2 separate regions of the Anas platyrhynchos genome follow, and region 1 is linked to region 2. A link is a contact called in public Hi-C data. All regions are on one chromosome and are shown on one strand. The core of a region is the stretch at or near the end of the contact, and the rest is flanking DNA. Distances in the headings are between cores, read along the strand shown. Region 1 overlaps LOC119713165 (ATP-binding cassette sub-family A member 10-like). Region 2 overlaps ABCA5 (ATP binding cassette subfamily A member 5).

The links. A called contact is a pair of places that touch in the nucleus more often than the background predicts.
Region 1: a Hi-C map of liver shows a contact between it and region 2, with 2.1 times the contacts expected there. The contact joins two enhancer-like sites. A contact is called at or near these places in 5 of 8 Hi-C or Micro-C datasets (F1 follicle, liver, skeletal muscle and 1 more).

The regions. Positions count from the first base shown.
Region 1 is chr19:2,761,571-2,768,161 of IASCAAS_PekinDuck_T2T, reverse strand. LOC119713165 (ATP-binding cassette sub-family A member 10-like) reads right to left here. Exons shown (of 39, transcript XM_038165374.2): 37 at 6,302-6,381; 38 at 6,166-6,221; 39 at 5,422-6,010. The coding sequence ends at 5,912. Among named protein-coding and RNA genes, the nearest start is that of FAM20A, 28 kb to the left of the region's middle. Within about 2 kb of position 3,876, at least 2 of the 8 cell types and tissues checked have an H3K27ac peak or open chromatin away from gene starts, as enhancers often do.
Region 2 is chr19:2,697,042-2,703,576 of IASCAAS_PekinDuck_T2T, reverse strand. It overlaps ABCA5 (ATP binding cassette subfamily A member 5), which reads right to left. Exons shown (of 40, transcript XM_038165409.2): 19 at 6,168-6,287; 20 at 4,960-5,161; 21 at 4,546-4,715; 22 at 3,585-3,718; 23 at 2,350-2,487; 24 at 2,078-2,191; 25 at 1,548-1,718; 26 at 527-640; 27 at 142-279. Among named protein-coding and RNA genes, the nearest start is that of ABCA5, 20 kb to the right of the region's middle. Within about 2 kb of position 3,061, at least 1 of the 8 cell types and tissues checked has an H3K27ac peak or open chromatin away from gene starts, as enhancers often do.

The DNA.
Region 1 (6,591 bases), core at 2,627-5,126, 64 kb before region 2:
ACCAAACATGTTTTCCTTATGTTGTGCTCGTCCTCACTTATGGGAGCACTTTTTAGGCACCTGCAGCTGAGGAGATGCAGCTGGAAATGGCAAGGCGGTGTTTTTGCCTAGCCGTTGGCACTGTTCCCTTTCTAGGAAAGGCAGAACAGGCGAGGTACGATCAGGAGATCAGTCCTCTGGAGGCCAGAAGAAAGATTTGTTTTCAGCCAAACACTGGCTGGAGGGCTTCTGCTGTAAACATTGCATTTCTAGTAAATTATTGACCATGTTTCACTCGAATGGATGATTTTGAAAGGCACTGATAACGTTGGCAAACCGTATCCTGTGCCACTGTGCCACTTAGCCCAAGCCCAGTTTGTAACCAAAAAAGGGAGATTTCTCCCCAGAAATTCATTCTTTCTCTGGTTTTCCCTTCTTGGATTTTCATGTTAAAAATTAATGAAGCACTCAGTCAACAGCAGCTTAAAGGGGTCCCTAGAGACCAAGGACCACCCTCTGTGCCCCCGATGGGTCCTTTGAAGGCAGGAGAACAAGGACAGGGCAGGCACCAATTCTTGCTCTTGCCCATTTCTTGCTTTTTGGTCTCTTGTGACCAGCAAATACAAATCCTGGTGTGAGATGCAGAGGGATGGGACGGGTTCCTCAGCTGGGGGTAGCATGGCTGTGCTGCAAAACGCTGCCAAGAGTTTTCTGTCCTACCCCAAGGGGAGAAAAATGTGGTGGTTTCAAGGCCAGTTATTTTTCAGATTAAAGCAAAAAAAATAAAAAAAATAATAAAAAAAATCTTGCTTCTTTGTGTTCTTCTTTCTGAATTCCTACTTAGCATCCTGAAAGCCCTTCAGAGGATTTGCATTTAGAACATGAAATGAATTTCTCACAATGAGGCCAAAGAAAAGCGAGGCGCGTGGGTGGAAGGAGCTGTGGCCCCTGCCAGCAGCCAGCGCCAGCGAGTGGATGTCCTCAGCTGCCTCAGGTGAGGCCAAACCCAGCAGAGCTCTGCCTCGAGTCCTCCTCATGTCCCACAGCCCTTGATTGAGGTTAAAATATTGTTTTAAATAAATAACCATTTAAATAAATGGATGCTGGGACTGGCAACATAAGGGTTGTTTCCAACAGCCCAGTGCAGACCTTGCCTTTCAGCCCGTCTGTGGACACGGGACTTACTTGAATAGCTGAAGAAACCTTAAAAAAGACCCTTTTATCTCTGTCCTTATGGCATCATCCATGCTTCTTGGGTGAAGAACCAAGAGAAAGGACCTGCTCCTGCAAGCCCCAAGCCCATGGGAAGGATCTGCCTTTGGTGTCTGTGCTGAAATCCATCCGACTGTCCTCACCCGATCCCAGGCTTGCCCAGGGACACAATACTTGCAGGTCTAGATGACTTTGGATAATTCCAAACAGCCAAAATTAATTTGGAAAAGCAGAAAGGCCCGCAGGAGGGAACGTATCCAGTCCCTGTGACCACAGACACCCAGGTGCTCAGCTCCTGCCCAGCCCCGTTCCCTCCTCGCCCAGCCACAAAGCACTGCCCGATTCCTGTGGCAGGACACGGGGAGGCACACGGACAGACGGACACTTGCATTCTGCCTGGAACACAAGTTCGTGAACTCCTGTTATCATTAAAGCCTGATTTAATTAAAACATCATGCCTTACACAACCCTCGCCCTCTTTTTAAAAAACGTTTCCTGCTTTTTCCAGCTGGACAAGCTATCCCTCTGCCTGCTTTGAAGTAAATATTTTGTTGGGTTTGGCTGCTGTCGCAGCCACACAGAGCCTTCTGCCTGATATTTTATCCATCTGGTGCTGAAGGGCTGCAGAGCAGCTTCAGCCTGAAGCCTCGGGAGGGTGCAGAGATGCTGCGGGGAGTTAAGGAGCATCAAGACAAGGGAAGGAGCGGTCTTCTTGGCTTTCACGTGCATCCTAATTCATGCCTTAAAAATGAAATACTCTCAGTGATGCTCGACTGGACGTCCTGGCACTCGTTGGGGAGCACAACCCAGGCCGGCTGAGCCGAGGACCCGCTGCAGCCCGCTCAGGGGGCAGCAATCCAAGCACCATTTCCTCTTTTGTCTCCGGTGAATGGAAAAAGCGGCTTGGCCTCCACGCTGCGGGGGCTGCCAGCATCTGCCTTGCCTCATTCCCCGTGCTGCAGGAACAGCTGGCCCTGTGCGGGGCGGCCAGCTGCGGGCAGCTGTGCTCGCCGGGATGGAGCCTCCTGGGGGCTTCAGGGCTTATTTTTATTTTATTTTATTTTATTTTATTTTATTTTATTTTATTTTATTTTATTTTATTTATTTTATTTTATTTATTTTATTTTATTTTATTATTTTATTTTACTTTATTTTATTTTACTTTATTTTACATTTTCATTTCATTTCATTTCATTTCATTTCATTTCATTCATTTCATAGCATTTCATTTCATCTCATTTCATCTCATTTCGATCTTACTTTGTTTTATTTCATTTATATTTTGTTTTATTTTATCCATATCCTGATTTCTTGATACTTTCTTTTACTTGTACCAGGGCTGCCCTGAAAAAAGGATGTTTAATGCTCAGCCAAGCCACGAGGTCTTGAGATGTCCTGCAGGACACCAACCCTTTGCGTAGCATCTCTCAGCCTTACCCTCCTCCGTACAAGTTTGGCTCATTGATATTTTGAAACTTCCATTGCTGCTTTTCCTGAAGTTCCTTGAAATTTGAAAATTTCAGGCCATCACCACCTTTCCCAAAGACGTGGGCTGCTCCTTGATGTCCCTCGGGGGTGCCTCGGTGGCAGCTGCAGGGGGAGGTTTGAGGTTTGTCCCCCAGCCCCTCAGCTGAGGGCAAGGGAGGAGGGAGGGAGGCGGGGGTGACCTCTGAAGGGAACGTTCAGGAAGCCTGCTTGCTTCTAGGAAATCACACTCTTGTCCTCTTGTCCTTTTTTTTTTTTTTTTTTTTTTTTTTCTTCCTGATGAAAATGTTAAGTGCTCATGAACTTTTCGAGCACTTTTGTTCGTTCCCCGCTGCCAGCTGAGCCCGGCTTTGTGCTGGGGACAGACCCCCTTTTCTCCAAGTGCTGGCCACGGCCCAGCTCCTGGAAATCCTGACGTGGTGCTGGCGATGGCACCAGCCCCGTCCCCCTTCCCTGGGGGCCTACACGAAGCCTTGGTCCCAACCAGCTCTCCGTGGGGGGCTCTGTGGGTCTCTGCCCTTCTCCTCCTTGTGCAGGAGAGGATGGAGCCAGCTCCAGCTGCCTGGCATGGGAAGCACCGAAGAGCACCCAGAACAACCCGCCAGCCCCGTGCTAAGAAGCAGGATGGGGTTACTTAAAAAAACACACAGTACAAGTGCTTTTGGAAGGAGCAGCCACGGCTGGAGGTGCTCCAAGGAAAGGAAAAGCCCAGTCCAGCCCCAGCAGTGCAATTGCCCCAGGGAGATGTCACGCCTCGTCCTTCCCTCTGCTTCCCTCATCCCCCATGCACCCGGCTTCCCCTCGCCATCCCCTGTCACTCTGGGACAGGATTGGGGGAAGTTTGCTGGGATTTTGTTATGGTTTGCATCATTCAAAGGCCTCCAAATGGACCCTGTCACCTGGCTGTGATAGAAAAGAGATTTCCTGGTGAAAGGAGTGAGGTCTGCACGTAGGGACAGGGATATGGAGGGGAACAGCAAAATATGACATTAACTGCTGTGATATGGAGAGGGTGGTGGCTTGCACAGCCCTGAGCTCCCCACAGCCGTAGAGTCCCCTTCCCTTTCACCGAGTTTGCATTTTCTGCAGCCCAGTGCAGGAGAAGGTGACCGAAATGCTTGGGGATTTCACATACCCCATTTCCCAGGGGCGGGGAGTAAAAGCGGAGCTGTTGTGCAAGTGGGAGGGAACAAGGAGCCCTCTGAGCGAGCGCCCCAAGCACCAGGCGTGGTTTGGGGCTGGGTGTGCAACCTACACAGGCAGGGATTGCGACACAGCCACCAGGTTATGTAAAGAAATCTGGATTCATATCTTCTGTGAGGGTCTGAGCTCCAGCAAATGAGCTGAGTGCAGGCATAGCGCGTGCCTGCTTTTTTTTTTTTTTTTTTTTTTTTTTTTTTTTTTTCAGGAGGAAAATCCTCTCATTAATCTTTACACCAGAGGAAACGAATCCTTCCAGAGAGCTGACTCATGGAATTGCTGATATGAAGAGCAGGAAGGGTTTTTGTTGGATCAGGCATGGGGATGTTGCATGTAAGAATTATAGGTGATATAAATTCAAACTCTTCTCAAGGCTGGCACAGAGCACCACATCATTTCCCATGTCATGCCACTGAGACACTTCCCATGGCAGGGTTTGGGGCCCTGTACTTTGCTTGCCCACTACAAACCAGATCTGATGGGTTTCAGAGCACAATTTAGGGCTGGCACCACTGCTCCTGCAAGGTCTGCCCAGCTCCTGACCATGGCCATACACCATTGCCCTTCTGGGACACCTGGAAACACCCAGGACACCCAGGGAAAGCCGTGTCCTGGTTTTGACCCGTGGCATATTCACTGGCCATTGCAGCAAAAAGATAAAGCCCCGAGCAGGTATGAGGTTAATTAAGTGCAGAGCAACTCTAGAAGGGAGTGATGGATGTATAGAGACAAGCAGAACCAGCAGCAGCTTTGCTTTCCAGAAAGATTAACAGCAGCTCCCATCAATTCCCTTTCCAGAAACTCTGCAAATGTACCAGGACTTCCACTTTCCACGGAAAATATTCCTGTGCTGCTGCCATGACCCTCGGTGGGTTGCGAGCCCTAAATGCTTCCCTGCCAGAGGCTGCGCCAGAGGAGCACGGCCCCTGTTACTGCTCTGGTTTTCACACGCTGCTCCTGCCCTGCCCTCCGAAGCCTTTGCAGCTGGCAGCTCTTCAGCTTCCCCTCGGCTAGCACAAACTCACAGCGCGGGCCGTAACAAGCTGCTGACAGGAGGCTGCTGCTCTGGGGGTGCGAGGAGCACTCCGACCTCGACTGCAGAACAGCCAGGGCGAGCCGTGCCCCGGGGGGTGGCTGCTTTGCAGGCTCAGGACCCCTGCCCAAGTGGTGACAGCCTTTTGGGGGGATCCAGCTGCTGGCTGGGTGTGTGATGGTGCCTCGTGAGCACCAGGGCAGATGGAGCAGATATTTTCCCTTTGCTTTCTTATTGCCCAGCCGTTTGGTGATCCGGGACTTTCTGGCTGGAGGTCGTTTCCATGAATTCAGAAAATGCAGCTCCACCGCCGTGAGCTGACCCCAAATTCTGGTGGCCCTGAGCCCTGCCCAGGCTCACCAGCAGCTCCTGCAGCACTCAGCTTCTCCATCCCCTGCCCTGCCAAAGCCCCTCAGCCCCACTGCGGCCACCTCCATCCCCAGGGGGAGGAGGCTGAGCGTGCTGAGCTACTGCCGGGGGTCCGCAGCAGTAATGACACACGAGGGTGTTGCTGCGGTTTCTATAGAGACATTTATTGGAAGGATATAAAAATACAGTGTAAATTTTAATAAGATGTATTTAAACGTGTCTCAGGCACAGTCCCACACGTTGATGGGAGACGAGCCCAGGAGATTGGCAGTGTGTCCGGACTCCCTGCTGCACCCAGACCCACCGAGCAAAGCAAAACCTTGGTCCCTAGAGATGAGCCAGGACCCTTCTCACACCCTTCTGGTCCCTCTGCTCCCTCAGCCTCTGCTCTGAGCTGCTCCCTTCGCCAAGAGCTCTCGCAGCAGGCAGCATTTCATCAACCAGCCCTCAGAAACTCAGCCTGGGGCAGGGCTCGGTGCAGACACTCCCAGAGTCCAGGTGAAATGCCGTAAGAAATGCCCTTGGCAGAGCTCCTCCTCCTCCTCCTGGTACACCGATAATGACAGTAAATACGCGCAATATCACACCACTTAGGTTAATAGGGAGTAATGTGTAAATGAGCATCGTGGGTCTCTAACTGTCCTCCTGCTGCAGCTGTTTCCATTCGAAAGCCCCATCCAAAGCCAGATCGAAATTATCCTTCTCTTGCTCTCGGGAGAGTTCCAAAAACACCTGAAATGGGCAACATTAAGCTTGTATCACTTCTCAGACCCTCCCTAACCCTCTGATGCACCTTTGCAGGCGGTGCAGCTCCTGCAGTTTCTTGCCTCCTGCCCAGACCTGGCTTCTGTTCCTGCTCATGCCTTTGCAGCACGTCTGGCACCTACCTGAGCCAAAGTGTTCAAGGAGAAGCTGTACTCCTCGAGGCTGAAGTTCTGCTTGGCTGTGGAGAAATGGAAATAGAGCTGAAAATTACCAGTTGGTGCTCCACCTTTTCCAAAAGCCATCTTCCCTTGCTCTTACCTTCCTCTAGCTTGGAGAAAGACTGGGACAGGGGCAGCGCGTCTTCCATTGGGACCTTGTAGACGAGCAAAGAGGGGAAGCTGGGAGGAAAAGAAGAGGTGATTCCTGCTCTGTATTGACCATTGTCAATACCGTTTTTTACCATGAAAAATGCCTTTTTTAATGTCACACTCTGAGCTGGACCTGTGGGTGTTTTATTGTGGGGATGGCAGCAGGGCTGGGCTTGGTGACATTACGGGACCAGATCCCCACAGAGGGACTCTGACCCCTCTGCCTCTCTTCACCCGAAT
Region 2 (6,535 bases), core at 1,812-4,311:
CTTTTTGCCAGCAGCTGCCCTTCTTCACGCATTAACTGGCTACTGATGGCACTATGCAGGTCCCAGTCACGTCTTTAAAGGTGCCCACCCGATTCCAGCCATTTGTAAGCACTCTGGAGAGCATCTGCTTTGTGTCCTTACCTTTATGAAACAGATCAGACAGCCGATAAGGGAATAGATGGGAATGAAGATGGAGAAGACATAATGCAGGGTGGTGGTCACTGTGTAAAAATCCAGAAAAAAGGCCACTTCGGTGACAACCGTACACAGCAAAGCTGCCTATACAAAACAAAGAAAAAAATTCCATTTTCATTCAATTCTGGCTCTAAAAGTGTACGTTACTTAATTTGAGGCATATTTCTAAAGCTTTTGTCATTTAGTATATGTCAGTAATAAAGAAACATTGGTAAATGTTCAATTTCTTGTGCAGTAAGGACACAGTGAAATGACCAGGCTGGAAAGGCTGGCGTGGCTTTGGAGAGAACCAGGCCTCCCAGTTAACCAAAGCTGAGGAAAAGTTACTCACCACTGAGAATATAAATGACCAAAATTCTTTTGTATTTTGGACTTTTTTAAATGTGAATGAGACGACATAAGTGAACAGCACGACTGACGGGACGTAGCCGATCAGGCAAAAAAGCTGCAGAGACAAGAAAGGTTTCTCAGGAAGCGTGCAGTATGAACCCATTTTTTTTTTTTTTGTATGTTTATCAGCTGATGTTATTTTAGGGTTGTACATGATTCTGGGTACAGCACGTGTCATTAAATACAGAAATAGATGCATAGGTAGGAACGCCCTTGAATGTAGTTCCATGTTTGCTGTATTTCCTCTTGCTTTTATTTAACACAAAAAACACAGGCTTCCATAAATATCAACCTGATGATTTTAAGAAATATTACCAAGCCCTCCATCAACGTTAGCGTTTTTGCAACAATCAGAACAAGGGATGGATGCACCAGTAACAGATCAGCCCTGCAGCACAACGGTCACACCCCAAACCTGATTAGCGCAGAGCTACCAATTCTGGGAAAGAAACTGGGAAAATCCAATTCTTCTCAATTACAGCTAGGATTTCAGAAAAGCCAGCTCCAACTATAAAAGATATGATGGCTTGTAGCCTCCTTCGTTTATGCATATGCTGCAATTCATTGCGGAGCTGGTCTGTGTTCAAAGTCACCGCAACCTTGTCATTAGCAGAGTGCCGATGCAAGCGGCGCAATTATCAAATGGCAGCAACAGCGCAGAGCAAATTGAGCAAAGAATGACGATGCACTTCCTTGGAAGGTTCTGGTAATTTAAAGCTGTTTTATTCTGGTTCTCAGTTAAACCCTAAATACTTCCCCCCTCCCCCCTCAGGGGAAGAAGAGGTTTTGCCTTTGGTACATTCAGGCTGGTGCCTCTGCACCAGGAACCCTGACCAGGCATTTTCTGTATAGATTGTTCTGGAAAACCCTGCTGAACCATCTGATAAAAATAAATGCTTGTGGAAAATAACAGAACCAAGCCCCTGCACCCCTGTGTGTCCTCAGGTCCCCACCACACTCACCACAGCCATGAACTTGCCGACGTAGAAATAGATGCCATAGTGGAAGGCAAAGAGACTGCCTATCATCAGGACGAGGATGGAGAAGAACAGCGGGAGGTCAACGACAGCTTGGCCCACCCAGTAAGCAGATGGATAAAGCCCTGCGATTTTCAGCTGCGTGTATGCTTTGATCTGCAACAGGAAAAGAAAATGCCCACGATGGTCATCTGTATTGGTACATGGGTGGGCTCTCATTTCTTGATATGACTCACCACTTTTACATGGACATTGTATACATGTAGAAGCACATCGCCCACTTGTTGCTGATCCTAGCTGCCAAAGCACGTAACATTTCCACGGAAAGCCAAAGGGCTTTTCTGAAACCTGCTCTACCCAATGCCACCAACACCGGAGTCGCTCCTGCTCTGCTCTGGCTGCCCTGTGCCTCGCAAGGCAAAGGATACTACTTAAAACACCTCCGAAGATCTTTCCAAAAAATCCCAAGATTTTTAAGATCTTGTGTGTCTACAAATCCACACCCAGAAGTTTACCTTATGGTTTTCTGCGTTCTCCATGGCAAAATAGGGTGGCATGCCCGTGACAATGATTCCCAGCAGCACAGCTTCGAAATAGATCTCCAGTTTGAAAACAGTATCTGGAAGATCCTGAAATGTACATCAGATTTCTTCAATAATAGAACGCGTGTGGGGAAAAAAATGCACTTATGATTGGAACGCGACTGGGAGTGCAAAAGCATGAGTTCTTGAGCCCACCTCAGCACCAGCTCTGCTGCCTGCCGCAAACTGTCCCCAGCCCTGCTCACCTGGATGAAGGGGTTGCTCCAGATCTGAATGCTCTCGCTTACGTTCAGAGTGCGCAGCAGTAGGTTGCTGACAATATTCATCAAAACTGGCACGGCATGCACCATGGTACTGTTGAATACGATTGTGAAAACATAGTTCTGGAAAGAGAAGTATTTGTTACATTAATTAGTCTGCCTGAAGGGTAACGCCCTGAAAGGGCTCTCCTGTGGGCTTAATTAAACCTGAACAATGATAAAAAAAAATCTCTGCATGACAGAGGATGCTTTGCAGGAAGCTCTGTGCTGCTCAGAGTGGTTAGAACTCAAAACCTAATTCAATAATACAGTCATGCTCATAGAGAACAAATTATTTGGAGTAAATCCTCAAAATGTTTTATGCAACTGTTACACTCTGACAAATGATGCTCCAGCCAATTACAGCCTGAAAAACAAAATACACAAGGATCTGCACTCATAAGTTCTTGCTAATGCATTTCAAAAACAGACAAAAATTTATGTTAGCTAAGGACTGCACTGTCACACTGCTATTAGTAGTTGCAACAACAACAAAGAAAAAGGGAACAAGAGATAGAGCTGGCATACTGCAAAGCATTTCCTTTGTTGGAAATTAAATACAACCCTGATATTCAAATCATCCTGACACTCCTTCAGTGACCATTGTGAAATGAATAATTCCAGTCCAAGATACTCATTTTTCTTTACACATGAGAGCACCATGGAATTATACTTCTGTCAAATTGTGTAATTCAGCCAGTGCAAGTAAGGAATAAGTTCATATGCCAGGTCTCTTGTGAAGTAAAATATTTCTCTTGGCTTTTTGTGTGTTTGTGGGGAAAGAAGAGGAATGGAAGTTTTATTAACCTACCATAATTATCATTATGAAAGAATGAATTTATTTTGAGCATATTTCCAGTCCTCTACAAGTCCTCTTTGCAGGCCTCTTGCATAAGCAATATTATATGACATTATTTGATTATATAATTCAATACTTTGGACGTTTAAAAATTTGATCTCCTTATTGAAAACAACCCAGAGCCTCAATACACAGAGTGGTCCCCAAATGTTCACGCAAACAGCAGAGATGAAATTTCAACCCTATCACCTCAAGTGAACAATCAGCATCAACCTCATCAGGTTCACCCCGAGCCTGCCTTTCAGGACAGAGCAACAAAACCAGCCCCTGGCCAGCTGCTCTGGGATATGACCGAGCAGGTCTGTCTGTTTCTCTGTCTCACCTGTCTGGATTCAAGGTCGAAAACATTTAAACCTGCACTGTGAGGTGCAGCTGAAACGTAGTCACTGTCATTGAACATCTCCACCAGGACGTTCAGGCTCCCGAGAGAGTGGACAATGTCATCAATATCCGAGTCTGGTAAGAGACAGAAAAAGACATCACCAGCTTGCAGTGTTTTACACAAAATTATTGATGTGTTTTCAAGTCAGCAGTGCTGCAGTCTTCTCCCTGATCTAACCATATGATAGCGACCACCCTTTCATTACACGTGCCCGCTAAAGAGAGTCCTCTGCTGTTCTGAGCACCGCAGATGTTTTTGTCTCTGCTTCCCCCTCCGCAGCCTCCCCAGAGCTCAGGAAACACTCGGTTATTTTATACAATGAAGTCGCACAGGCCAAATGCAACAGTTGGAAGCAGAGGTGCCAAGGAGCATCATCAGGTTACCCAGCGTTTCAGCTGCACAGACAATTAGCTAACAGACAGAAATCAGAGGTGCTTTGATGCAGTATCTGGAGGACTGAAAGCGTATTATGTACAAATTCCCGAGAGCTCAAAAAGATGTTTATTTCTACTGCCCAGATTGCTGCTAGCCACTTTTAAAACATCTCCATTTGAAACAGAAAGGAATTTTACAAAGCGCTTTGTAGCAGGATTTTAATGCCGATGTCTCCAAGTGTCTCTGTGCCCAGCTCCTTCAGGATCATCTTTGTGTAGGGAGCACAGCACCACCACACACAGGAGGAGGGAGATCTCTGAAGTGAACCACACAACACAGAGGATTCTCACTCTCTACCGTGTCTGGCCACTTGCAAATGCTTGATTTGGATTCACTTCAAGGAAAGTTGTTTTGAACCCAGAAGGTTGCACCCACCAACTTTCCCCCCATCCTGCACCTTCCCTTCCCCACCCCAGGGGATGAAGCAGCCAGCAGCCAGCCCTGCAGAGCCCCTTCCCTCCCCTACCTGTGGAGTTCTGCAGCAGCAGCCGACTCCTGTACTTGTGATATTCCTCCCCAGGCTTCAGCAAGTACAAATCCGGGGAGAGTCTGACAGGAGCTATTGAATTTTTGATGTAGTGGTGCGTGAGAAACAACAAGATCTGAACGACAAGGAAAATCAGAAAAAGCAACAACCTGAAAGAAAAAAAAAGGTTTGGTTTTATTAAAATTCAGCAAATGCCGGCCCAGTTTATGTGCACGTCAATTAAAACATCTCCCTCACCCCAAAATGCATCTATTCAACAGCAATGAATAGGCTCCCGCTTGGTTATGTTTAAATGTAACTACAAACAATAATTAAATTGCATCCTGCCTCTTTCCCAGTGTCATTCAAACAGGTTTTGAGATTTTTGTATACAGAAAAAGCCTCAATACTTACATCACTCTGACACATTTATTTTCTCGCCTGAGACTAAGGAAGTGAACTTTTGCTATGGTGGAAACCTGCTTCTTCCACAGGGCTGCGTGGCTCATCGGGGGCGACCTGGTCTCTGAGAGCATCAGGAGGCTCTGCTCCATGTCATCGAGTGACTTTGTGTCTGCCTCCTCCTGCACTTGCTGGGAATTAAACACGCTGTAATCTGGAACAGAAGAGAGTAAAAGGGTATGGATTGGGCTGCTCTGACAGGGCTACATGGTTTGAGATCGTAGGTCTGGAGGAAGATTTTCTGAAGTCAATTCTTGACCACTGCTATTGAGAAACCACCTCATCCCTCCCTGGGCTCTCAATTTAGCCCCAAGGCCCATGATACTAATGTACCCCAAAGCACACAGATCAGACACTGAAGGCAGATGATACAGATTTCTGCCCCGGGGAGAACAAAACTGATAGCCTACAAACACTCAGATGGTGCAGCCTTGCCCCAGCTCCACTACATCAGCCCAGGCACATACCTGCATTACTCAGCATCAGCTGTTAAAGCCCCTTACACCCACTCAAAAACTTTGCAGTGTGGATAGTTTACTACTCTGCATTGCAAAAAGCTCTAAAAAGATAAAGGCAGCTTCAGCCCTTCACAGCTGACATCAGAAGATCTGATCAGCTCTGCAGTAACAGTCGGCGGTCCCAGCTTTTCATCTGGATGAAATTTAAAGGAAGGCGAGAAAGACAAGCTCAGCTTCAGCCTTACATGCAGGCTACCAATATTACTGCTCACCTAGAAGGCTGGAAATGAATTTTATATCATGAATTTCTTCAAAGTAAGCTCCATGAGGTAAATAGAGCACATTATAAAAAGATAGACATAAGAAGTGCAGCTGTGAAGCAAAGAAGTGAGATGTAGGTACACTGTATGAAAATTAAATCGTTGCAGAGACAGCACCAAAAAGCCTTTTCTCTTCATCCTCCCAGAATTTCTCTCCACCCAGCTCAGCTTGTGTGTGTTTTTCCTGATAAATATTTCAAAAACCTGGGATAACGCAAGGCCTGAGGTGCCCTGTGCCACTAGACACAGTGCTCTGCGAGGCGTTTTTAATTCTTACCTCCATAGCAAGCCTCCTAGCAGCGATGCGGCACAGCAACACCTACACTACCTCGTACTAAACCACATACAAGGGAGAACAGGAAAACACCATGGGCCGTCCCACCTGCTTGATCGATTTCTGCCTCAACTTCCAGCTTCAGGTAGACATCCTCCAGAGTCGTCATGGAAACACCGTAAGTAATAACGCCCAAATGGGAGTGGGTGTCGAGGTCAGAAAACAAGCCTGCAGACAGAAGTGAAGCACACTGGTTGCTCTGGGACAGGATAACATCGTCCTCCCGAGAGATCTTCAAGCAAGCCAGAAGTGCTCTGCATCCCTAAGGCCTTCAAGACCATAGCGTGTAAATGTGGCTACTTCATCTTGAAGACACAGGTCATGGCATGACAACCAAGGTGAGGATCGGCTCATTTTAGCACAACACTTTTCATCCTATGTGGTCAGGTACAGAAAACGTGGTGTGTGGTGTAAGA